7 separate regions of the Mus musculus genome follow, and regions 2, 3, 4, 5, 6 and 7 are each linked to region 1. A link is a contact called in public HiChIP or PLAC-seq, Micro-C and capture Hi-C data. All regions are on one chromosome and are shown on one strand. The core of a region is the stretch at or near the end of the contact, and the rest is flanking DNA. Distances in the headings are between cores, read along the strand shown.

Region 1 (2,992 bases), core at 426-2,925:
CTGCAGCCTCTAAGGGGGAGGTGCGTGGCTTGGACAAGCAGTGCTCTACCCTGGCTGCAAGCATGGCTAGGCCAAACTCAGAACACCTTTGAGCTTGCCTCCAAAGTGGCCCAGACCCTGGAGGAGAGAAAACAGGAGCCTGAAGACTGAGGAAGTTCCCAGTGTACTGCAGGAGGTCCGGGGGTTTCTGGGACGCTCCAGGCATCCCACTTCTCTTGGAGCTCCCAGCGCAAGGAAGTAAAGTTAACTCGGGCTGGGAGGCTGGACTGGGAAGAGAGCCTGCAACTACACAAGGCATCCACTGGCATCCCCAACCTGGCCTCTTACCTGAAGTCACTGTAGGGGTGGATAATCCAAAACCCTGCTGACTTAACCCTCTCCTGCTCGCGCTCCACCGCTTTCTGGCTGCCGAACATCCTTAGGGAGAATTTGTTGACCCCAGGTTGCAGCATGGCACCGAACTGGCGCTGCATGAAGCCGCTCTGGCCCAGGCGCACCTCGGCCTCGGGGAGGATCTGGTCGCTGGCGGCCGCGCCTCCCTCCACTTTGATAGCGGTGTCCGCCGAGGGCTGCTCGCAGGAGGCAGAGGCCGGCTGCGGCGGCTGCTGGGGCGGCGGCGAGGCTGCGGGTTGTGCCGCGGTGGCCGGGCGCTCGGGTTCGGTCGCCAGGCCCGGGGGCGTCCTGTCCTCGCCGGGGGACGCATCGCCCTCAGCGGCGATGAGCCGCCGTTCCTCCGCGGAGTCATGCAGGTGCCCGAGACTGCTGCCGCCCCCTGCTCCACCACTGCCGCCGCCCCGGCTGCCCAGCGAGGCCAGACTCCCGCGGAAGCGCCTGCAGTCACCGTTGGTGCTGGACTTGCCGGCGCTGCGGCCCGGCCCCTCGCTCTCTGTCGCCCCGAGGGCCGCACCCCGGGACTCCGAGCAGCCCGCAGCCACCGAGGGAGAGGGCGAGGGCAGCGGCCGCAGCCGGATGCTCCTTCGGCTGGGGTCCTGGCGGCCCCCGGCCCCTTCTTCCTCACCATCCTCTTCCTCGTCCATGATCCACGCCTTGGCCCCCACCTGCTGCGGAAGGCTGTAGAGCCGCTTGCGCATGGACGGCGGCAGCTTGTCCATGGTGCCAGGGATTGGGCCGGGGGCAGCGGTGCGGGTGCGGCACGGGGGACCCGCTCCAGGTGCGCCTGCCAGTGAGGACGCGTCCTTCGCTGCCTCACGAGCCCATGATCGCGCGGGCTGCGCGCCGAGGGGAGGCTCCTAGTCCGGCTGCAGGTCCCCGGGTTCGCCGCGCTGCACCTCCTCCCGGGCCCGGCTTGGGCGCGGGGACCCCACGCTCCCTCCCTCTTTTCCCTCCCTCCTGCGATCAGGGGCGCGGCGCGCGGCCCGGCTCCAGGCGCCCCGCCCCCGCGGGGAACAATGGGCGCGGGCAGCGGCGGCGCTGCGGCCACCGCGCTCCGGGAACCGCTCCCGAGCGCAGAGCGCACTGCCCGCGCGGTTCCCGGGAGTGCGTCCGGCGGGTGTCTGGGGCTGTCAGCGCGTGTGACCGCCCGGGCTTTGCAGCTGGTCACCCGGGTTCTCGCTTTGCCTCCTCTAGCTGAGCCCAGCCGGCCGAGTCCTGGGGACTCCCGCCGCAGCGGAGCGGAGCCCAGCGGCCCGCCGGGCTTACATCAGCCTCCGCCTCTCCCGGAGCGCCCTCCGGCAGCGCTCGGGCTCCCGCGCCCCGGAATATTCATGAAGCCGCCGCAGCTCGCGGGTTGCCATAGGAGCGGCTTCTGCAGCCCGGCCTGCCTACCTGGGCTTCTTAAAGGGGCAGCGGCGTCCCAGCCCAGACATAGAGGGGGGCGGAGGGGGCCGGGCCCCGCGAGGGGCGCAGGGCGGAACCTCGCCAGACCTTAGGGACTGAGGTAGGAGGTGTCCTTACTCCTGTGCGCGTAATGATTCCTGCTGGCCACGGACTGAGAGCTCCCGCTGGGGCTCAAGATTTGGGGGCGGGGTTTCCCAGTCTCTCCCGCGAGCTTCGGGCTTTCCTTGCCTAGCCCGCTGTCTCCACGCTAGGGTCTCCGACCCTCCTCCGGGGAGGCGTGCCGGTCGTAAGGCTGCGGAGCGGCTGCTTTCCCGCAACTCGCCTGGAGAGGGGGTTTCCGGAAAACGCTTCGAGTCCGGGCGGCTCCCAGGGTTTTCCTGAGCCAGGGGCGGGGGGCGAATCCCGCGTGGGTCTTCCCCGGCGCGGCGAGGAGGGCTTGCGGGAAACTCTCCAGGCGCTCACTGGGCGCGCGGGTGGACCCACTTCTGCGAGGTAAGACTTCGAAGAAATGCGCCGACAGTAGCAGTCACAGATGCGGGATCCCAGCGCCGGACTTCCCACCACCCACTCCCCAGCGCCTTTCCCGGAGCAATTCGATGTGGGGTTCCCAAGACCAACGGGCTGCTTCCAGAAGGCTATGGGCAGGCTCCTCTGGCGACCTGACACTCTGGGGAAGGCTTTGACTCCCTCGCCTTGTGCTTCCATTCAGTCGAGACATCTGTGTGCACCAGCGTTAGAGGCTTCCATCTCCACCCAGACACACTCTTTAACCGCCCCAGCCCCCATTTGATCCCTCTCTTAATGCACCTGGGCGTCTTCTCGCTCCCTGTATTACATTCTCGATTTAAGGGCAAATCCCAAGCCTAAGGTATAGCTTAGGTATCCACACTTTAGTACAGCCCAACACCCAACATTAGCTCACAAAAAGGTGAAGGGGCGGTTCAGAGGGAGAACTGGCCAGAGAAGGTTGGAGTCTGTGTCAGTAGAGAAACAGACCCGTGGGCAGGAAGGCAAAGGGGTCCTCTACTCTGAGGAATAGCATGAAGTTTACATTTGAAATCTTAGCCCGCTTGTGTCCACACACACATCCCGAGTAGGGATTTGGAAGGCAGCAGGGTTTGGGTGGTGGGCCTTTTCTGCTCTATCCACTGGACCACAGAACTTCGCATGGGGGGTGGGGATGTCTAGGGTGATG
Region 2 (3,020 bases), core at 458-2,957, 510 kb after region 1:
GGTACCCTAAGGCCTGTTTCCACTTCTCCTCTGCTGCCCATCTGGCTAGCTGGAAAGACCTACGGGACCCCAGGGATTCTAAGCAGCTGAGGCCAACACTGGGGGGGGGGGGGAGCAGGAGGGAGGGAAGGCTTAACCCTCCAGGTCCCAGGCTTCAATTGAACCAAGACTTGCTAGTCTTCAGCCTAATCAGTCACTATTGTAGGAATCCAGACATTACACTGGATCTACGATATCACGGGCAAGAGTGCTATTGCAAGCCCCCAATTTTCTGGCTAGATTAAGATATCTAGTGTCAGCCAGGTGTGGTGGCGCATGCCTTTAATCCTAGCACTTGGGAGGCAGAGGCAGGTGGATTTCTGAGTTCAAGGCCAGCCTGGTCTACAAAGTGAGTTCCAGGACAGCCAGGGCTACAGAGAAACCCTGTCTCGGGGGGGGGGGGGGGGAAGATATCCAGTGTCCCAAGACACATATGTGAAGTATCAGTCCTGAAACCCACAGTTTGGTGGGTTGATAGATGCTTCCTGGTAAGGATGGAGGGCAGAGGGGTCCTGGTTCCCAAAGAGCATCATTCTGGCTGTTTCCTCCTTAAACGGGGCCCAGGAGTTTACAAAACAGAGTCATCCAGCATTGAGGACAGATCCTTCCTGTCTTGTTTATAAGTCTCAGGGGGTAATCTTTGCCCTCCAGCTCCCAAGGCCAAACAGAAGACAGCCTAGGGGAAGCCTGGAGAACAGCATTTAGAGGGTAACCTCTTAGGTACCAAGTAAAAGTTAAAATTTACCTTTCTTCTTAGCCCTGACATCCCCGGAGGGAACAGAGAATCGGCCAGAACAGATGGAGTTCTGTGGAATAATCCCCCAGTGATCAATGTGTCCACTAACTCAGAGTTGGGAAGGAGCATGCGATTCCCAGGCCACGGCTCTCCCAAGGCCTCCCTCTCTCTGCTTTATGTTAAAGGTTCCCCTTGCCTCACAATGGCATATCTCATATCCAAGGCTGCCACCGGCTGGGTTCTTCTTATTCATGTTTAGACTCCGATTATTTCTGGCTATCAACTCAGGAAGCACAGGGCAGAAGCCACTGGAGGGGGTGGGGGGTACGTGATGTCAGCATCTGCCCTGAGCTCCCAAGTCCCCTTCAGCAGAGAGACATACCTATCCTAGTTCCCAAGCCTGTAGACTGAGACCTGGTAGAAGAGCTGAAGGTTCAGTGTCTTTGTACTCAGGACCAAACGCCCAATGTCTTCAGGATGCAGAATTACAGGGTGGCCCCAGCCAGAGGTGGGCATCTCCCCAGGGAGTCTCACCAACCAGGATGTCTCTTAGCACTAGCTTTGGAGAAGGGAGAAGGCACCCCAAGAACCCTAGGAAGAGGTGAAGTCAACGAAGAAAGTGGAATTAAAAAAAAAAAAAACCTGTGTCCAGGACTGAGTGGAACCAGCAGGGTAGTGCCCACATCTTAATCCTGCTATGTTTGCCAGAAACCCCACTTACCAGGCCTGAGTCCCCAGGGGCCCCCTCCTCCGCCCTACCTCATTCCCTTCCTCCCAGGCAGGTCTGTGGCTTGGCTGGAAGCTACAGGACTAAGGGAGCACTGATCTGTGGGACAGGCCACATAGCTAAAACCCGGCGGGCCGTAGGGCCCCGCGGAGGAGGCCCCAGCAGGCGGACCAGGTTTCTGAAACCTCCAGACACTTTCAGCCTGTTGCTTATTCATTCAGAGTGGGAAAGCGCCAGCCTAGCGAGCAGCCAGCCAGTGTGGGGCTGGCCATGTAAGGGCCCCAGGAGGTCCTGCCCGTCCCGTGCCCTACGGAAAGCCTCGTGCAGCCCTGGGCACCGCCCCTGCCCTGCCCTGACCCCTTGGCCTCGAAATGCTGTCATCGGAGGAGCCGTCCCGCTCGGGACAAGGCCAGGATGGACAAAGCTAGAGCTTGGGCAGGCGAAGAGCCATCCTGTCCTCGAGGCCGTGGGAAGAGAAGCACGCACCGAGGCCCACTCTCTGCCCACCCGGCCTCTGCAGAAGGGCCACTATGGCTCTGGCCGGAGCCGGCAGCCAGCTGAGGACCCTGGTGTGGAGTGCCTGCCTGTGCGTCCTGGTGCACGGGCAGCAAGCGCAGCCAGGACAGGGCTCGGACCCAGGACGCTGGCGGCAGCTGATCCAGTGGGAGAACAACGGGCAGGTGTACAGCTTGCTCAACTCGGGCTCTGAGTACGTGCCCGCGGGGCCCCAACGAGGGGAGACTAGCTCCAGGGTTCTACTGGCAGGCGCGCCCCAAACGTCGCAGCGGCGCAGTCAGGGGGGACCCCGGCGTCGGCAGGCGCCGTCCCTGCCCCTGCCCGGACGCGTGGGTTCGGACACTGTGCGCGGCCAAACGCGGCACCCGTTCGGCTTCGGCCAGGTGCCCGACAACTGGAGAGAGGTGGCCGTCGGGGACAGTACCGGCATGGCTCGGGCCCGCACCTCCGTCTCCCAGCAACGGCACGGGGGCTCCGCCTCCTCCTCGGTTTCGGCCTCGGCCTTCGCCACCACCTATCGCCAGCCATCCTCCTACCCGCAGCAGTTCCCCTATCCGCAGGCGCCCTTCGTAAACCAGTATGAGAACTACGATCCCGCGTCACGGACCTACGAACAGGGCTACGTGTACTACCGTGGTGCGGGCGGCGGCATGGGCGCGGGGGCAGCGGCTGTAGCCTCGGCTGGGGTCATCTATCCCTTCCAGCCCCGGGCGCGTTACGAGGACTACGGAGGTGGAGGAGGCGAGGAGCAGCCCGAGTACCCGGCCCAGGGCTTTTACCCAGCCCCAGAGAGGCCCTATGTGCCCCAGCCCCAACCCCAGCCCCAGCCCCAGCCGCAGCCTCAGCCCCAACCTTCCGACGGCCTTGACCGTCGTTACTCGCACAGCCTGTACAATGAAGGCACCCCGGGATTCGAGCAGGCCTACCCTGATCCCAGCACCGACGTGTCGCAGGCCCCCGCGGGGGCCGGTGGCACCTACGGTGGCGCTGGCGATCCTCGCC
Region 3 (3,072 bases), core at 213-2,712, 490 kb after region 1:
TGTAGAGAAGAGAACTTCAGACCTGGAAGAGGCTCACCTGTCTCACTAGCCTGGTGACATGAGCAGGTATGTCCCTCATCAAAAGTCCCAGACCATTATTGTTGTTCCAGGCAGAGCTGGCAGCAGACAGAACTCTGGGAGCTAGGGCCTCAACCACTGAGCCAGGCAGCAGACAACTGGGTCTCATTCCCTCTCTCTTCCCTTCTCCTGTCTGTCTGTCTGTCTGCCTGCCTGCCTATCTGCCTGCCTGCCTATCTATCTATCTATCTATCTATCTATCTATCTATCTATCTATCTCCTCCTTTTTATCTCTCTCTGTCTCTGTCTCTGTCTCTCTCTCTTGTCTCTCTTTCTCTCTCTCTCTCTCCCTCTCTCTCTCTCTCTCTCTGTTCCCCTCTCTCCCTACCAGCTAACTAGCCCGCAGCAAACAGCTAAATATAGTCCCTTATTCTTTCACTCCGAGGAACTGTCCATCAACATTAATTTCTCAGTTCAGTCATTCTAGCCACAAGCAGCTGCTGCTTCTGGAATGCTCTGAGCTGAACTCAGGCCATCTTTGCTGGGGTGGAGAAAGCACATCTTGAAAGGGCAGCTTTCCAGAGTGGGAAACCCGCATGGACTTTGGAACCAGAGACTAGAGTTTGAGTTTTGGCTTTTCTATGTCCTAGCTGGTCAACCTTAGGCAAGCTCTCAGGTTTCCCTGAGTTTTATTGTCTTCATCTGCATGGTGGGGTTCATAAGGTTGTTAGGATGGTCGATCACGATAATAGATACAGAGCTTCTAGCCGAGCCTTGGGCAGGGATGAGCAGTTGTTTGTTCCCTTGCCTTTATGGAAAGCCATTCTTGCCTGCCCCACAATTGCTTAGAATCTAGAATTAGGCTGGCTAAGGTGGCCTCAGTGAGATTGGCGATCAGGTCTACACATACTATCTGTCCCTGACTTTCCTCTTTGACACTATGTAGCTGTCATATGTGCTTCCTGGGGAACCAGATTACCACCCCCTCACTGCTACTCTCTCCCTACCACCCACACACATATGAAGCCAAGCATCAGAGATAGGTAGTTGGAACATGCAACATACAAACACCCACCATGCCAACTCACATACAAGCATTCCCAGATATTCACAGATTCAGAGGCCCAGGTACATCCAGACACACAAAACAGCACACGGACTCATCATACCTGAGCATGCCAGGATGGATACAAATGAGGCCACTGACAATCTAGGTGGACTTACAGAGACACAAACAAGTGCAAAAGGACAAAGGAAACCACGCACATGTGCATGAATACATGCACATTGGCTGGCTTTGTGTGCAAGTGTACCACCCCCACTGGATGACAGAAGCCTAAAAGCATGGAGGCAGACCCTCATGCAGCACACAGAGAGCCCTAGTGTGGCTGCCTGAAACACAGAGCCTTTGCCTGGCTCCTACTCTTCAGCCCTGAGCCAGGCTTGGGCTCTGGTGTGTAAAAAGGCTTTGGCGTCCTCTGCTGACGACAGTGTTGCCTGCAGCCTGCATCAGCCTTGGGGAGAAAGAACTAAGACTGCAACTAGGGTAGGAAATGAAAGCAGAAAGGAGGTAAGTTGTGAAGAGAGAAGAGACGAGAACCTGGCAACGTTCTGCTGCTAAAGTTGCCAGGATTAAGATCCACTTACAGCTCTCGACTCCTGAGACTTCTGGGTGGCATACTGGGCAGTGTGGCATGCACTTCTGGAAGCATCTCTGGCTGCAAATCCCCAAACGGAGTTGTGCCCTGAGCGGGGCACCTTTTTACTTCTTCCAGAAAAGCCAACGCCTGGCCAGACTGTCAGTCCTGATGAAGCGTGAGCAAGGAGCTGGACAGACAGAGGGATGGCGCCCTCACTGCCCACCATTGGCTTCCTAACTGTGGCTTCATCTGCAATGATCAGGAAACATGTAGTTGCCATGAGTGTAAAATAACAGTCACACAGCTGTTCTACCGGAAGTGAGGATATGATTAAGGTCATGGTCTTGGCCATGGGCTTCACACAAGAAGAAGGGTAGAGCTTTGTCCCAGGCCGTGCAGGTGCCGTGACACCCTGGGAGGTGAGTGACAGGTAGGGTGGACAGTGTCACATCTCTGCAGAAGACCAAAGTGTCACTGATAGAGTTCTGCTGGGAGCACCAGTCGTGACTAGCTAACCTGGCTTCTCTGTGGGGCTTCCCTCTTGCTCTCAGTTGAGGCTGCTGCCTGAGCTGTGCTGCTCACCTGCACCTGTGCACCTAGCCCAGGCTTGACCAGAAGGTGATCATGAAGAGGCACTTCTTTTCCTTGGCAGGACTTAGAAGTTACTTGGAAACGGCCAGTGGTCTGTCTGTGGATGAGTAAAGAAAGGCAGCAAGAAACAAAATCCAGAAGCTGACAGGATGTGCTCAGTTTTCCTGGTCTTTCTTGCTGAGTGATGGGGGTCCTGATGACATCTGACATTGTGGCTGCACCCCCCAACTCTGCTGTCACCTTAAACTACTGTGACAGTCCCCTTTCAACCCCCAAGTCTCCTGTTGATTTCCTACCAGTGTCACAGGCACTGCCTTAGTCACTGTTCTATTGCTATGAAGAGACACCATGACAATGGCAACTCTTTTAGAGGAAAATGTTTAATTGGGGCTGCCTTACACTTTCAGAGGTTCAGTTCATTATCATCATGGCAGGGAACGTGACAGCAGGCATGCTGGAGCGATACCTGAGAGCTGTGATGTGAAGGCAGAGAAAGAGAGAGAGAGAGAGAGAGAGAGAAAGAAGGGGGAGGGAGGGAGGGAGGGAGGGAGGGGACACATTGGCCTGTGTGTGAGCTTTTGAAACCTCAAAGCCCACCCATGCCAGGACTGCCAAGATTCTGCAAGATATGCAAGGCCTGTACTGGAATGCATCTACCATTGTTCTTTAGTATAGAGTCATGGTGCCAGTTTCTGAGACAGAACTGTGTCATGAGTAATAGGTGAGATGCTGGCATAATGACTGTCCCTGAGGTAAGAGGCCAGATGGTAGCACATCATCTGGCAATCCCTTTGGGGAATGGGCTCTGTATTTTGAAGGAGCT
Region 4 (3,051 bases), core at 498-2,997, 450 kb after region 1:
TCAGCAATCAGATTGTTCCTACTCCTCTCTGGCCAATCCTCCTCACTTCGAGAAGCTTGCAGTTAATTCTCCACAAGGTGCATTACTAATGTGGAGGAACAGAGGCATCCGTCATCAGCCCCTGTCATCCACGGTGAGGAACACCCACGTGGTGTCTCCTGCTTCCCACGTTTGACTTGGAAACCTCACAGACCTCCAAATGAAGCTGCTCTGAGGTGTGTGGAGTGGATTCCTATTCCACTCAGTGCCTATGGGTGCTGCCCACCCCTCCAGCTCTGCCGAGACTGGGACAGCAGGCCAAGGCGCAAAGGCTCTCAGTATCTTCCCGTATTTGGATGGGGAAACAGAGGGAGGCAAAAGACAGGTGCTACCGGGCTGTCAGAGATTTCTGCAGTGCCTCCAGCCAGCAGAACACTATCAGACAATGAAACCGTGAACTGTGTCTACGCAAGACTTCCATATGGACAGCTCAGTTAATAAAGTTACGAAGGCAGAGATTGGCTGTGTTCTGATTTCATGGCTGGGGAGTCCGGGGGATTGGTAGATTTCAGATTTGAGGTCAGACTCCAAGTTCCACCTTGGAGCTCCTGACTGCAGTTTGGTTTGTGTAATGACTAAAGATGCTTTCCAGCCAGGACAGACCTGAGTGGAAAGGCACGTAAGGCTGGAGGTAGAGACCGTGACTCTGGAGCCAAGAGTCGCCGCTTTCTCAGGTCTGTTTAACAGCAACACCTACCAGACATCAGGAAGCTGGGGGCGGGGCACTAGAAGACTGAGCACAAAATAATCTGACATTGACCCTGGTGTAATGGAAATCAGGGTAGGAGGGAGAGAGACAGGTACAAGGTACAGAAAGGGGTGGGAGAGGATGGCAGTTACTCTACTTGTCTGTTTTCTTCAAGACAGGGTCTCACTATTTAGCCTTGACTGTTCTAGAACTCACTCTGTAAACCAGGCTGGCCTTGAACTCACAGAGATCTGCTGTCTCTGCCCCCTGAGTCCTGGCATTAAAGGCGTGCACCCCTACACCCTGCAGCTTCAGTTATTTCATTAAGTTATTCATCCAGTTGGTGCTCAAATCTACTGTCTTAGTTTGCCCAAGACCTTGCTCTGGGTATATAGGTAACTAAAGCAGAGGGTTGGGGAGTTGGCTCAGTGGACAAAGTGTTTGCCATGCAAACATGACTACCTGAGTGTGGATCTCCAGTCACCCTGTAAAAAGCCATGCATACAGATGTACACATCTGTAGCCTCAGTGCTGGGGACAGAAACAGGTGGATCCTTGACCAACCAGTCTAGCCAGGTTGAGTGAGAAACCCTGTTTCAAAAATAAGGTAGAGAATCTCACACACACACACACACACACCAGGAACCACTATTCAAATGCTAAATTGTGGCCTCCTATGTAGTCTTACATAAACCTACTCTTGGTCTCCAGATCAGATATACTGATTTGGTGTTTTGGAAAATCATCCCTAAACCTGAGGCTCTAACTGTAGTATTATGAGCTCTGGTACTGGTCTGGTAAAACAACAGCCAGAAATAGGAAGTTGTAGCTCACCTCCTCCAGGAAGTCCGCCCCAGCTAGCCAGCCCACTGGATCCATTAACTCAACCTCTGACACATAGCCTGTGTACACTGTAATCTGGAGAGGGGGGTGGTCTGTAGATTTACTTCCTTGGCTTCTGTGTGTGTTCCAAGGTCATTGTGATGGCAGTTCCAGGGCCTTGTGACACACATCTAGCTGGATTTGTTCAAATGTAGGGAATCAAGAGAGGTCCAGTTCATCTCTTAAAAGGAAGTCCCCTTTCCCTGGTTCCCTGATCACTAGGGAAGAGCTGGACACAGGCCACTCCCAAGGCAACAAGAGGGGAACATGACTACCCTTTCTCCAGAAAACAGCCTCTCTGCCAGGCGATCAGCCACCTTCATTCTGGTATGTTCTTTGATTTGATTTGAGAGAAGGTGTCTCTGTGCTGCCCAGGCTGGCCTTGAACTTGTGATCCTTTTGCCTCAGCTTTCTGAGTGCTGAGATTATAAGCTTATGCCACCACACCTGACATGTTCTTCATCAGTCCCAAGTGCCTGCCTCCCATAGTCCGGTTTATAGCGGGACTCTTTGTCCCTGCTGAATGGGAAGGCTGGCCATGGAACGGAGAGCAAGGGCCGCTTACCTTCAACAGCAGCCACAGGTTAGACATCTACATCCCTTTTTACCTTATTGGCGGGGGGGGCAGGACTTAGAACTCAGTATGGCTTCCTCCCCAACTGTGTCATTCTAAATTTTTTGAGTTTTAGAGTTGCAGCCTCTCACTGTTTTTCTTTGGTGCTTTTGCCAACAATTCTGGTATGTTGCCACCAGGTGGCAGTAGTGCTTCTGTTACTAGGTCCCAAGCCCAGTTAATAAACTATTCCGGTCCACCTGAGTCATGAAAATTTTCCACGCACTATTTTTCAAAATCATAACTAATTACAATGACCTTAACAAATCTCAAGACCCATTTGTCATGTGATTAATAGGGCGATATATAGAAATGCAAAACGAGCACTTGGGGTTTAAACGTTACACGTTTATTGCAGATGATCACCAAGCTTTGGATTTTTTTTCTATATTTCTCCCATTCTCCAAATTTAGAGAAGGCTAATACTAATAATAATGAATAAGCTGCCACACAGCAGTCGATGTGTACAGATGGTATTGTAAATGCTTTGTTTATAGTCACTCCTTCTCATCCCAGCCCTTTGAGATGGGATGTGATCAGGCTATTATCATTTGATGAGTGAGAAATAGATCTTGGAGACTTCAAATCCAGTCAGCTGCTCTCCAGACTCAGGCAAGCAGGCTGACCAGTCCTCCTCATCGATTCGTGAAGGCCCAAACGTGGAGCTGATTGCCAGCATCAAGGAGACCTTACTTCTCAAAGTTACCTGTAACTCCTAGTGCCCCGTTTCTCAGGGTTGATCCAGCAGATAAAGCGTGTGTGAGTTATTAAAGAGGGATGTTCGGTCTAGGGAGATGGCTCAGCACTGAAGTTCTTTTCTTGTAAACAT
Region 5 (3,036 bases), core at 496-2,995, 290 kb after region 1:
TTATCTCCAGTCTCCCAACAAGTGAGATGCTTGATTGTGATAGGATGGTGGGGGAGGGCTCTCCAGGTAGCGAGGAGCCACTGATCGAAGGCCTTCTTGACTCCCCAGACTCCAAGGCCGTAGAGACCTCCTGGAAGGATGGAGCTGCATCTGGGTCAGCAGGTCACGCACAGGAGAGGGAAAGGAGTTCTGCGGGGAAGGGGTTTGCTCTTGCGGGACTCTCGATGATCCTATCACCCCAAGTCTGGATCCCAGAGATGGCTCTTGTCAGTCAAGAGCAGCCTGCTATGAAAAATCAGATATGAGACTCAATCTGTCTCGAGAGAATGAGAGGGAAGAAGTCCTGGGTTTTGATGGAGGAAGAGGCTGTGGAACGGCTGCAGAGGTCCTATTCCTCCTTAATGCTTGGTCTCTGTGATTCTGACTCAGGAGGCATGGAGGTCCAGGTCTGAAGACCCTGGGGTATCCCTGATGGGCAGTGACACCACCCTATGCTGCTCTCCCCCTCTAACCCCACCCCACCCCCACCCTCGAGCCTGGCTTCAGCCTGGCCCATTTTAATCTCATCTGGCAACTCAGACACCAAATAGTTGGTGTGCAGCTTCCCTGGGGGCTGGGTCCAGGGCAGGCCTATCCCAGCAGCACAGCATTCTTCCCCGCTGGCACAGGGCAGTGTGTTCTTGAGGGTTCCGTGCATGGATGTAGCTGATGAGGGCAGCTTCCCCTGCTTTGTGGGCATCCGGAACTTTCGCAATGCTGCTGCCAGCCTGCAGGTGGCAGCTGAGTCACAGGCGGGAGCATTCCCCACTCCTTGTCCCCTGCATGCAGCCCGTCCCCTGTCCCACTGCTCATACCACCATCAAAGAAAGCCCCAGAGCTGGCTCCTGACCCTCAGCCTCTTGTGTCCTTCCTCCATTGGATTCCCCTGTGCTGACTGTCATCGCTCTCTGCCCTCTGCCACCCTCCAGCCCCCTACTCGAAGCCCAGCATGACCCTGGAGCCCAACAAGGACCTACGTCCAGGGAACATGGTGACCATCACGTGCTCTAGCTACCAGGGCTATCCGGAGGCCGAGGTGTTCTGGAAGGATGGACAGGGAGTGCCCTTGACTGGCAATGTGACCACATCCCAGATGGCCAACGAGCGGGGCTTGTTCGATGTTCACAGCGTGCTGAGGGTGGTGCTGGGTGCTAACGGCACCTACAGCTGCCTGGTACGCAACCCGGTGTTGCAGCAAGATGCTCACGGCTCAGTCACCATCACAGGTAAGGGGAGCCTGTGAGCTGAGGAAGAGCTGAGGGAGCAGCTACCTCTCCTCTAGGCCCTAACTGGAATATCAATGTAAAAGTACTGGTGGTCATATAGATTTCAGATATTCCAAAGCCTCCCCAGTGAGGAGTCTTTAAGGGACTTGTTTTCTTGAGCTGATAAATCTTTTGTCACATTTGCTTTCCATGGTACTTGTGCCTCTTACTTGGACCACAAAGTACTTTCCTGGAATCTAGAGGGTAGGTGGGATTCTGGGGCAGACACAGGCTTGCTCAGAGACCTGCTGAGTGAGGATGTGTTTTCCAATGGGCACGTCTTTGGTGTGGAAAAAAAAAGTCTATTGTCCAACTGTGAAACCCCAGGAGCCTTGAAGGTGCATCTCACTCAACTGGGCCAAGAAGGAAAGCACTTCTCCCTGCAGACTAGAGTGCTACCATTGCACTAGTCAGAGTTGTCTCTACTGCCCTCATGTGGTCAAATGCTAGATTGAGACTCACACTGGAGGAGTCTCTTAAATCTCTGGTTTCCAGGTCAGCACTAGTTCAAGTAGGCACCTTCAGTGCTTGGGGATCTAAAGAGGGTTCAGGCTCACCTTCATGCCAAGGTGGACAGTCACTCTCTGTGTTTGGCCTTGACATGTCTCTGTTCAGTCCTTTAGTAGATCTGTGTGCTGGGTCTAGCTTCCCAGTGCCTCCCTCTGGGCTGTGTGAGCTTTCCCAGGGTCCTCTCTGTCTCTGAGATCAGGGTGTCTGTCACTGGTCCTTATCTTTTCTCATCCCATAACTTCTGCCTGGCACCCTCAGCCCACCCAGCTTTCTACTTCCAAGGGTTGCCAGTGTCTGTGTAGACCTTAGGCTCATTGCGGCTCACCTCTCCTGCTGAGCGTGCTGGACCTTGTGTGGGTTTCTCTCCTGATGAACTCAGCCAGTGGCCAGCATTCATGCTTATCTCCCAGGAGTAAGTCTTATTCCTAACTCTTGCTTTTTTAAGGTGTCACCTAGACCTCCCCAAGACTGAACCTACCTTCGCTGTAGAGAGCCAGTCTATGCAGCCTCTAAGGGAGTCCCTTCCTCAGCTCTCTCATATTCTGAGGTACCACCTTGATCTTACAGAGAACATCGTAGGAAAGCCGTGTTTCACTGGGTTGGAGAGATGCCTTAGTGACTAAAAAGCCTTGATGCTCTATCATTGAAGACCACAGAGTTTACATCCAAGCACACATATATCACGTGGCTTGCAAACATCTATAATTCCAACTCCAAGGGATCAGATGCTCTTTGCTGGCCTCTGTGGATACCCTCACACACATGTGTGAACACACGCACGTGTGCGTGCACACACACACACACACACACACACACGCATGAACATTCTTTTTTAAAAAACAACAACAACAACAACAACAGGTCTGTTTTTTTTTTTGTTGTTGTTGTTGTTTTTGTTTTTATAAGAAAGACCAAGGAGTCTGGAGTGAGATGTAAGATGGACAGATGTGTGGAGGTTATCAGGAAGGACAGAGGACTCATGATCAACCTGTACCAAGTGGGCTGGGATGTCTGTAGTATGCTTGCTGTGAAGCAAGGGTTTGTATGTGGAAAGAACAGTTGCCCTGCTTCAGAGAACATTACCTCAGTAGATAGCATTGACTGAAAGGGATTTCATTTGGGCTGTTGTCGTCAAGCACAATTCAGACGAGATGGAGGCTCAGGGAAAAGGGACTCTCTCCCAAGACCACAGACCAGCACAGTGGCTCCAAAGGATTTGGGG
Region 6 (2,914 bases), core at 62-2,561, 330 kb after region 1:
CTGATCTTTGCCCGAATCTGGATGCGGAGGCAGGGGGATGATTCTGCAAGGACTAAGGGTAAGAGATGCCCTTGGGATGGGGGAAGGCAGCAATCCCCTCGCAACTCCTAGGCAGTTACAAAGGCAGAGGTCTCTAGATGCAGCTGAACCAGCACAGGGACGGTGATCAGGATCTTCCAGATGTGGAGGGGGCTCCAGATGTGAACAGCACTGGAGAGGGAACTGGATTGGAGGAGGGCAGCCCCCTGCAGAAAGAGCGAGCCTGGCGTCAGCCCTCCCAGGCTGCTGCACCAGCCTGCTGCTGCTGCCTCCCTCTTCTCTCTGCCTGCACCCTCCTTCCTAGCTGGAGATTTATTTATTTATTTATTTATTTATTTATTTAGTGGGGAGGGGTGGTGGAGGCAGATAGTTTTCAACACCCTTCTTCAACAGAAGAGTGGAGGAGCCCCTGTTTTAGAGGAATGAGCCCTTAGCCTCCTCTGGAGCACTCTAGCCGTGGTGCACCCCCCGCCCCCAGCCACCAACCAAGCTTGGCCAGACTGGTTTAGCACAGGGCCTCTCCAGCTCTCCAACCTTCTTTCAATGCCCACAGGGTGCCCTCCTTCCCAGAGGACCCTTTCTCCCCCAACCCCGCCTTCCCTCCGAACCCTCCGAAGCTGGACTCCCCTACTCACCAAGGGTGGGGGCAGTGGCCTTTCCTCTAAGCAGTGTCGGGGCCGAGCCACAAGACGAGGTTGGGGGGCCCCCAAGGCTCCCTAGGGCGGGCTTCTCTCTCTGGACCCTTCGGCTCCTGGCCTCAGGAAGGTCTTCCGAGCGGTGACCGGAGACATCTGGGCGGTGGGAGGGGGCGGGGCCTCCGCGCTCCGGGGAAGGGGGCAAAAAAAAAAAATCCCCAAAAATCTCCTCACCACGCTCGCCAGGCTCCCGGTCGCGAGGGTCCGGCGAGCTCGGAGGCCCCGAGGCCACAGGTGACCCGAGCCGAGGTGACACCGGTCCGGTCCAGGCGACTAAGCCAAAGTCGGAGGGCTGGGGAGGGCGCCGGGATCCCCTCAGCCCACGCCCGGCATTCCCCGGGCTCCACAGGGTTCGCGATTCTCTCTGTCCATTCTAGATGGGCAGGTCTGAGCCCCTCCGGGGTCTGTCCTGCCTTTGCCTTGCTCTGCCCTTCCCGAGCTGGCACTGCTAGGTGTCCGGGGTGTACTCAGCCGGGACCCAGAATGTCCGTGCTCCGGCCCGGGCGACGTCTGGAGCGGCCGCAGAAACCGCTCAGTCCAGCCCGGCAGTCGGCTCCATCAACGGTGGGGAAAGTCCGGATTCCTTCGCGTCTCGGGGGAGGGGAAGCAGCCGTGGCCAGGGGGACCCGGTGTCGAGCACAGCGGAGATGAGTGCACGAGGTCGGGGGGGCCTCAGCACGGCGGGGCTCAGCCGAGGAAGCAAAGGAAAGCAGAAGGGGGCGAGCGAGACGCCAGGGAGGCGATGGAGGAGGCGCGCCGGGCCCGGCCAGGCACACCGGGCGCGCAGCCTCCGCTCGGCTCCACCGCCTCCAGCGCGCTCGCTCACGGCTCCGCGCCTCGCGGCCCGGGGCGCCGGGTAGCTGCCGATGGGGCAAACGAGGCACCGGGGCTGCTCGGGCCTTTCTCCCCGGCTGCTTCGCCCTCGCCCTGCCCTGCCCTGCCCTGCCCACCCGGCTCCGCGGGCCTGGCCCGCTTACCCCGAGCGCCGCCGCGCCCCGCCGGACTGGCCGCCCGGCCGGGCGCAGGCTCCCTCAAAGGCCGCCGGGCTCGCGCGGCTCCGCTCGCCTCGGCGCTGGCAGTGAAGGGGCCGGCCCCGCGCGCCGGGAGGGAGCTTTTAAAGCGACACACACGCCTCCCAGCGCCCAGAACCGAGCGCGCGAGCCGGGGGGTCTCACCACCCTAGGGAGCGGGTTGGACTGGGCGCCAGCGGACCTGGAGGAGAACTAGCCCGGCCACTGCCCGCTGCCCTGGGCGCACAGAGGCCCAGACTTGACTCCAAGTTCCTTCACCTCCTTTTTACACAATCCCTTGACCCTCCTCCCCTCACGGTGGTGCGTCCCGGGGTTCCCCTTCTGGCTGTTACCCTCCTCTGCCATCATACCTCAAACTGTCCCAAATCTTGTGTCAGTTCAGTAAATAGAATCCAGCCAACCTTTACTGAACACCTATTGTGTGCCACGCTCTGGCCGAGAGGGAGGGCAGAGTGGGTGCTGGGCTGTTTCTGAAGGTTCTGTTCCCCTAGTTCTTCACCTAAGTTTTCAACATATTTTTGTTCTCTCTCTCTCTCTCTCTCTCTCTCTCTCTCTCTCTCTCTCTCTCCCTCCCTCCCTCCCTCCCTCCCTCCCTCCTTCCTTCCTTCCTTCCTTCCTTCCTTCCTTCCTTCCTTTTCTTTCAGGCCCTGTTGAGGAGGAAATATCGAGGAAATTTCCCCATGAGGACATTCTTGAGTAAACTGAAGGGTGGTGCATGTAGTTCTAGGAGCGTTGCTAACTTGGCAGGTATGGGGTAACTAGGAGGAAGCACAGGCCACCCCCACTCCCCCAAGTTCTTCCCAGGAATTCAACCCTTGAGCTGAATCTTAACAGAAGATTCAGTGGGAGTCCCGGTGACCGGTGACCTTGCCCTGGGGAAGGGAGGAATCTGCTTCCTAGAGGGAAGGAAGATAGGGGGAAGGAACCACTCAGGAGCAAATGTGGGGGAGGGCAAGTTTCAGTCTAAGTGGCCCTGTTGGTGCCACTGGGAAGACTGTATGAAGTGGAACAGAGAAAAACCAGATCAGGAAACAGGAGGCTGTGGACAGAAGCTTGGAATTTAGACCTGGTGGTGGTGGAGTACACCTTTAATCGCAGCACTTGGGAGGCAGACAAGTGGATCTCTGTGAGCTCGAGACCAGCCTGGTC
Region 7 (3,168 bases), core at 413-2,912, 450 kb before region 1:
TTTATTTTTGGTGGTTTATCGAGACAGGGTTTCTCTGTATAGCCCTGGCTGTCCTGGAACTCACTTTATAGACCAGGCTGGCCTCAAACTCAGAAATCCGCCTGCCTCTGCCTCCCGAGTGCTGGGATTAAAGGCATGCACCACCACGCCTGGCTAGTCCTTGTTTCTTAGTGTAATACTATTGGTTAGATAAAACTGACTACAGCCAATTACTGGAGGGATTAGAGGTAGGTGGGTTTGGGGTGACCTGGTTGGAGGAGAGAGACAAGGGAGAAGAAAGGAGAGGAGAGGAGGAAGCCAGGGGGAGATGGACGATGAGCACACAGTCAGGAGAAACAGCAAGTACCTGGGGTACAGCACTGGGGAGGCAGCCAGGCCTGCAGTTAGAAGACTAGATTAGGGATTTACCCCTAGTAATTGTCAAAGCCAAATAAAATATAGTCTGAGCCTCATTTATTTGTAAGCTAGTCAGGGATAAACTTCAATTGCTTGTACTACAAGATCCTTTATTTCTTTTTTATTTCCATGGCTCTAGGGATTGAGCCAGGTCCTTATGCGTGCTAAGCATACACTCTTCCACTGAGTTGACTGTTCCACATAGCCCAAGACTGGGCTGAGGATGGTGCTGGCCTGCAGTCTTCTTACCTTAGTCTCCTAAGTGCTCGGATTATAGGCACATGCCACCATGAGACATGTGTAGTTATGGTTGGAATATAGTTCTCTGATAGAGTGCTTACCCAGAATACCCTTGGCTCAATTAACACCACCACCACCACCACCACCACCACCATCACCATACACACACACACACACACACACACACACACACACACACTTTGTAACATATTTTCATGGAATTTAACTTTGTTGCTTTCCTTATTGCAAAATTACTAATTATGTTGTTACAATCAAGATTTTTGCACAACTTATATTCTCTTGGCAGTGATATGAAATTGGTCCATCCTTTTTGAGTCACTGTAATTTTAAGATAATTTTAAAAATTATTTTTGATCTAGAGAATGCTTTAGTAATACGAGGAATTGCCATCAAAATTGTAAAACAATCTTTAAATTTGGAAATTGAATTGTAAATTCTGCTTAACTTAGTCGGATATTTTAGTGACGTTGCTGAGAGGATATAGTCACCGAGGTCTGGAAAGATGTCTCGGGAGCTGGGAGTGCTCCTTGCTCGGCCAGAAGGCCCAAACTCAGTTTCCAGTATCACTTTGGAACACTCACAGCTGCTGTAACTCTAACCCCAGGGAGTCTGACGCCCTCTTTTGGCCTCCATAGCGCATGCACATAGACACATACAAATAACATTTTTTAAAAGAAATCATCACCAATTCAGAAAACACTGCACATTATTTTAATTTCAATGGAGAAATGTCTACCTTTTAAATGACAATTACATATTGGATAATATGAGGAATCTTGTAGTAACAGAGAGAGCTGACCTCATATGAAATAAATCCAAAGGTCGATGGATGTAGGAGGTGGTTCTGAGGTTTTGACCGGGAATTTGCGTGTGAATGCTGAAGGTCCTGACCCCAATTGGTTCTTGATCGATTAATAAACACTTTAGTGGCCAATGGCTGGACGAAAGAGGCAGGACTTCTAGGTTCCCATAGGAAGGCTAAGAGACACAGGAGGACGAAAGAGGATTTGCCATGCTTTGGAGGGAGAGAGAGCCACTAGTCACGTGAGATTTCTGATAGTGTCGCCATTGGCCGCTTCCCCGACTGGGCCTGGGGTAGCAGATGGGAGATTAGAAACGCAACTAAACTGAGGGCAGATTTAAAGGTGTTGAGCTAGGGCTAAAGGTAACTGAGCAGCTAAGCCGATGGAAGAATTAGAGGTGTTGAGCTGGGAGTGAAGGTAAGGATACGTTAGCCGCAGGAGGCTTAGAATTATCTGGCCATTGAGCTAAGAAACATATTAAAAATAATCTCGTGTGTGTGTGTGTGTGTGTGTGTGTGTGTATTTCATCTCCGGATCCAAGGAAAGCAGGCGGTGGTAGTGCAGTCCGCCCGGAGCTTAGCTACCCACTACAGACAGACGGAAGCGATACTGTGGCTGAAAGTTCTTGGCCACCATAAGTAGCTGCCAATACCACGCTAATGTGTGAGCCCCTCCTGCAGTGGAGCAGAAAGACCAATATGAGATGGTCAGGAGGCCCTACTGGGAAATGGGGTTGCACTACGGAAGAAACCACCGCAGTCTCACTATCTGTGCAACAGGATTTGACAAGTTAATTAATTTGTCTTTTTCTTACCTAAGTGCCTCTGCCACTCAAACCCTTCCTGAAATCTGAAGTGGCTTCTGCCTCTGGTGTTGGCAGAGAGGCAACCCAGGAACCTGTGTGACATCCAGACACATCTGCATTGGCTTCTGCTTCGGGAGACACAGGGCCAAAGGTTGGAGAGCTCTGTTACCCTGGGGCCTGAACAATGTTGCCACGGGGGTTGATGTTCTGGCTGTTGTCTGTTGAGATGCTGGTGCTGAGCGCGCAGAGTCCTTGTGTTTGTGACATGTTGAGATTTCGACAGACAGGCTTCTTGAACTTTGCGTTCTGCAACATCTGATCTTTAATTTCCCACTCTAATAAAGCCATTCTTCTGTAAAAGTTGAAAAAGAAATAAATCGCTAGAAAAGCAAAAATAAAAAAAATAAATCTATACAAGTATCAGTATTTTTATTTCTCTCTCAAATTTCCTCCATACCTGATTGAATAGTCATGTAACAAGAACTTAGAGGCTGATTTTGCTGAGAGAGAGAGAGAGAGAGAGAGAGAGAGAGAGAGAGAGAGAGAGAGAGAGAGAATAAGGGTCTGGAGGGATGGCTCAGTAGTTAAGAGTGCTGGTCGCTCGAGGAGTGGTGGTACATGCCTTTAATCCCAGCACTTGGGAGGCAGAGGCAGGCAGATTTCTGAGTTCGAGGCCACCCTGGTCTACAGAGTGAGTTCTAGGACAGCCAGGGCTATACAGAGAAACCCTGTCTCGAAAGACCAACCAACCAAACAAACAAACAAAAAGAGTGCTGTTGTTCTTCCAAGGGACCTAGGTTCAATTCCCAGCACCCACATGGCAGCTCTTGTCTGTAACTCAAGTTTTAGGGGACCCAACAGATATACATAGAAGCAAAATACCAATTAACATAAAATAAAAAT

Evidence for each region. Hi-C and Micro-C count contacts between places; a contact is called where the count stands out from the background. HiChIP or PLAC-seq counts read pairs in DNA pulled down with a chosen protein or histone mark. Capture Hi-C pulls out chosen DNA fragments and counts their contacts.
Region 2: a Micro-C map of embryonic stem cells shows a contact between it and region 1, with 2.9 times the contacts expected there. The contact joins the promoter of Loxl1 here to the promoter of Hcn4 in region 1. A contact is called at or near these places in 1 of 39 promoter capture datasets (embryonic stem cells), 1 of 484 Hi-C or Micro-C datasets (embryonic stem cells) and 7 of 115 datasets of contacts at active chromatin or transcription factors (SST interneurons, embryonic forebrain, embryonic midbrain and 3 more).
Region 3: a contact with region 1 is called in an H3K4me3 HiChIP or PLAC-seq map of forebrain, with 5 times the contacts expected there. The contact joins the enhancer-like site here to the promoter of Hcn4 in region 1. A contact is called at or near these places in 2 of 39 promoter capture datasets (cranial neural crest and stem cell-derived epiblast-like cells) and 7 of 115 datasets of contacts at active chromatin or transcription factors (SST interneurons, astrocytes, embryonic forebrain and 4 more).
Region 4: a capture Hi-C map of embryonic stem cells shows a contact between it and region 1, with 2.6 times the contacts expected there. The contact joins the promoter of Tbc1d21 here to the promoter of Hcn4 in region 1. A contact is called at or near these places in 2 of 39 promoter capture datasets (HPC-7-derived erythroid cells and trophoblast stem cells), 1 of 115 datasets of contacts at active chromatin or transcription factors (embryonic stem cells) and 2 of 9 other capture datasets (embryonic stem cells and liver).
Region 5: an H3K4me3 HiChIP or PLAC-seq map of forebrain shows a contact between it and region 1, with 4 times the contacts expected there. The contact joins the enhancer-like site here to the promoter of Hcn4 in region 1. A contact is called at or near these places in 10 of 39 promoter capture datasets (the HPC-7 cell line, cranial neural crest, embryonic stem cells and 5 more), 11 of 484 Hi-C or Micro-C datasets (the N1E-115 cell line, cortical neurons, embryonic limb bud and 7 more), 13 of 115 datasets of contacts at active chromatin or transcription factors (astrocytes, craniofacial prominence, embryonic forebrain and 8 more) and 7 of 9 other capture datasets (adipose tissue, embryonic stem cells, embryonic tail and 4 more).
Region 6: a Micro-C map of embryonic stem cells shows a contact between it and region 1, with 3 times the contacts expected there. The contact joins the promoter of Insyn1 here to the promoter of Hcn4 in region 1. A contact is called at or near these places in 2 of 39 promoter capture datasets (both in embryonic stem cells), 7 of 484 Hi-C or Micro-C datasets (bone marrow-derived macrophages and embryonic stem cells), 3 of 115 datasets of contacts at active chromatin or transcription factors (cardiomyocytes, embryonic hindbrain and embryonic stem cells) and 2 of 9 other capture datasets (liver and macrophages).
Region 7: an H3K27ac HiChIP or PLAC-seq map of embryonic stem cells shows a contact between it and region 1, with 4 times the contacts expected there. The contact joins the enhancer-like site here to the promoter of Hcn4 in region 1. A contact is called at or near these places in 4 of 39 promoter capture datasets (cranial neural crest and embryonic stem cells), 1 of 15 datasets of contacts at CTCF or cohesin (embryonic stem cells), 13 of 115 datasets of contacts at active chromatin or transcription factors (astrocytes, craniofacial prominence, embryonic hindbrain and 3 more) and 1 of 9 other capture datasets (embryonic stem cells).

The regions. Positions count from the first base shown.
Region 1 is chr9:58,821,632-58,824,623 of GRCm38.p6, reverse strand. Hcn4 (hyperpolarization-activated, cyclic nucleotide-gated K+ 4) reads right to left here and starts at 1,675. Exons shown (of 8, transcript NM_001081192.3): 1 at 328-1,675. The coding sequence starts at 1,112. It also overlaps a transcript of Rec114 not described here.
Region 2 is chr9:58,311,899-58,314,918 of GRCm38.p6, reverse strand. It overlaps Loxl1 (lysyl oxidase-like 1), which reads left to right and starts at 1,707. Exons shown (of 7, transcript NM_010729.3): 1 at 1,707-3,020. The coding sequence starts at 2,033.
Region 3 is chr9:58,328,886-58,331,957 of GRCm38.p6, reverse strand. No RefSeq gene overlaps it. Among named protein-coding and RNA genes, the nearest start is that of Loxl1, 17 kb to the right of the region's middle. Within about 2 kb of position 1,462, at least 22 of the 459 cell types and tissues checked have an H3K27ac peak or open chromatin away from gene starts, as enhancers often do. A contact at or near this core is called in forebrain, where this site is marked.
Region 4 is chr9:58,369,151-58,372,201 of GRCm38.p6, reverse strand. Tbc1d21 (TBC1 domain family, member 21) reads left to right here and starts at 1,747. Exons shown (of 11, transcript NM_028854.4): 1 at 1,747-1,936. The coding sequence starts at 1,877. 1700072B07Rik (RIKEN cDNA 1700072B07 gene) reads right to left here and starts at 1,698. Exons shown (of 3, transcript NR_040727.1): 1 at 1,562-1,698.
Region 5 is chr9:58,533,685-58,536,720 of GRCm38.p6, reverse strand. It overlaps Cd276 (CD276 antigen), which reads left to right. Exons shown (of 8, transcript NM_133983.4): 4 at 969-1,265. It overlaps Gm51678 (a long non-coding RNA gene), which reads right to left. Exons shown (of 2, transcript XR_003948170.1): 2 at 2,706-3,036. Among named protein-coding and RNA genes, the nearest start is that of Gm51678, 8.8 kb to the right of the region's middle. Within about 2 kb of position 1,745, at least 18 of the 459 cell types and tissues checked have an H3K27ac peak or open chromatin away from gene starts, as enhancers often do. A contact at or near this core is called in palatal mesenchyme, where this site is marked.
Region 6 is chr9:58,487,000-58,489,913 of GRCm38.p6, reverse strand. It overlaps Insyn1 (inhibitory synaptic factor 1), which reads right to left and starts at 1,311. Exons shown (of 3, transcript NM_176921.4): 1 at 675-1,311; 2 at 1-245.
Region 7 is chr9:59,273,720-59,276,887 of GRCm38.p6, reverse strand. No RefSeq gene overlaps it. Among named protein-coding and RNA genes, the nearest start is that of Gm39345, 15 kb to the right of the region's middle. Within about 2 kb of position 1,662, at least 3 of the 459 cell types and tissues checked have an H3K27ac peak or open chromatin away from gene starts, as enhancers often do. A contact at or near this core is called in embryonic stem cells, where this site is marked.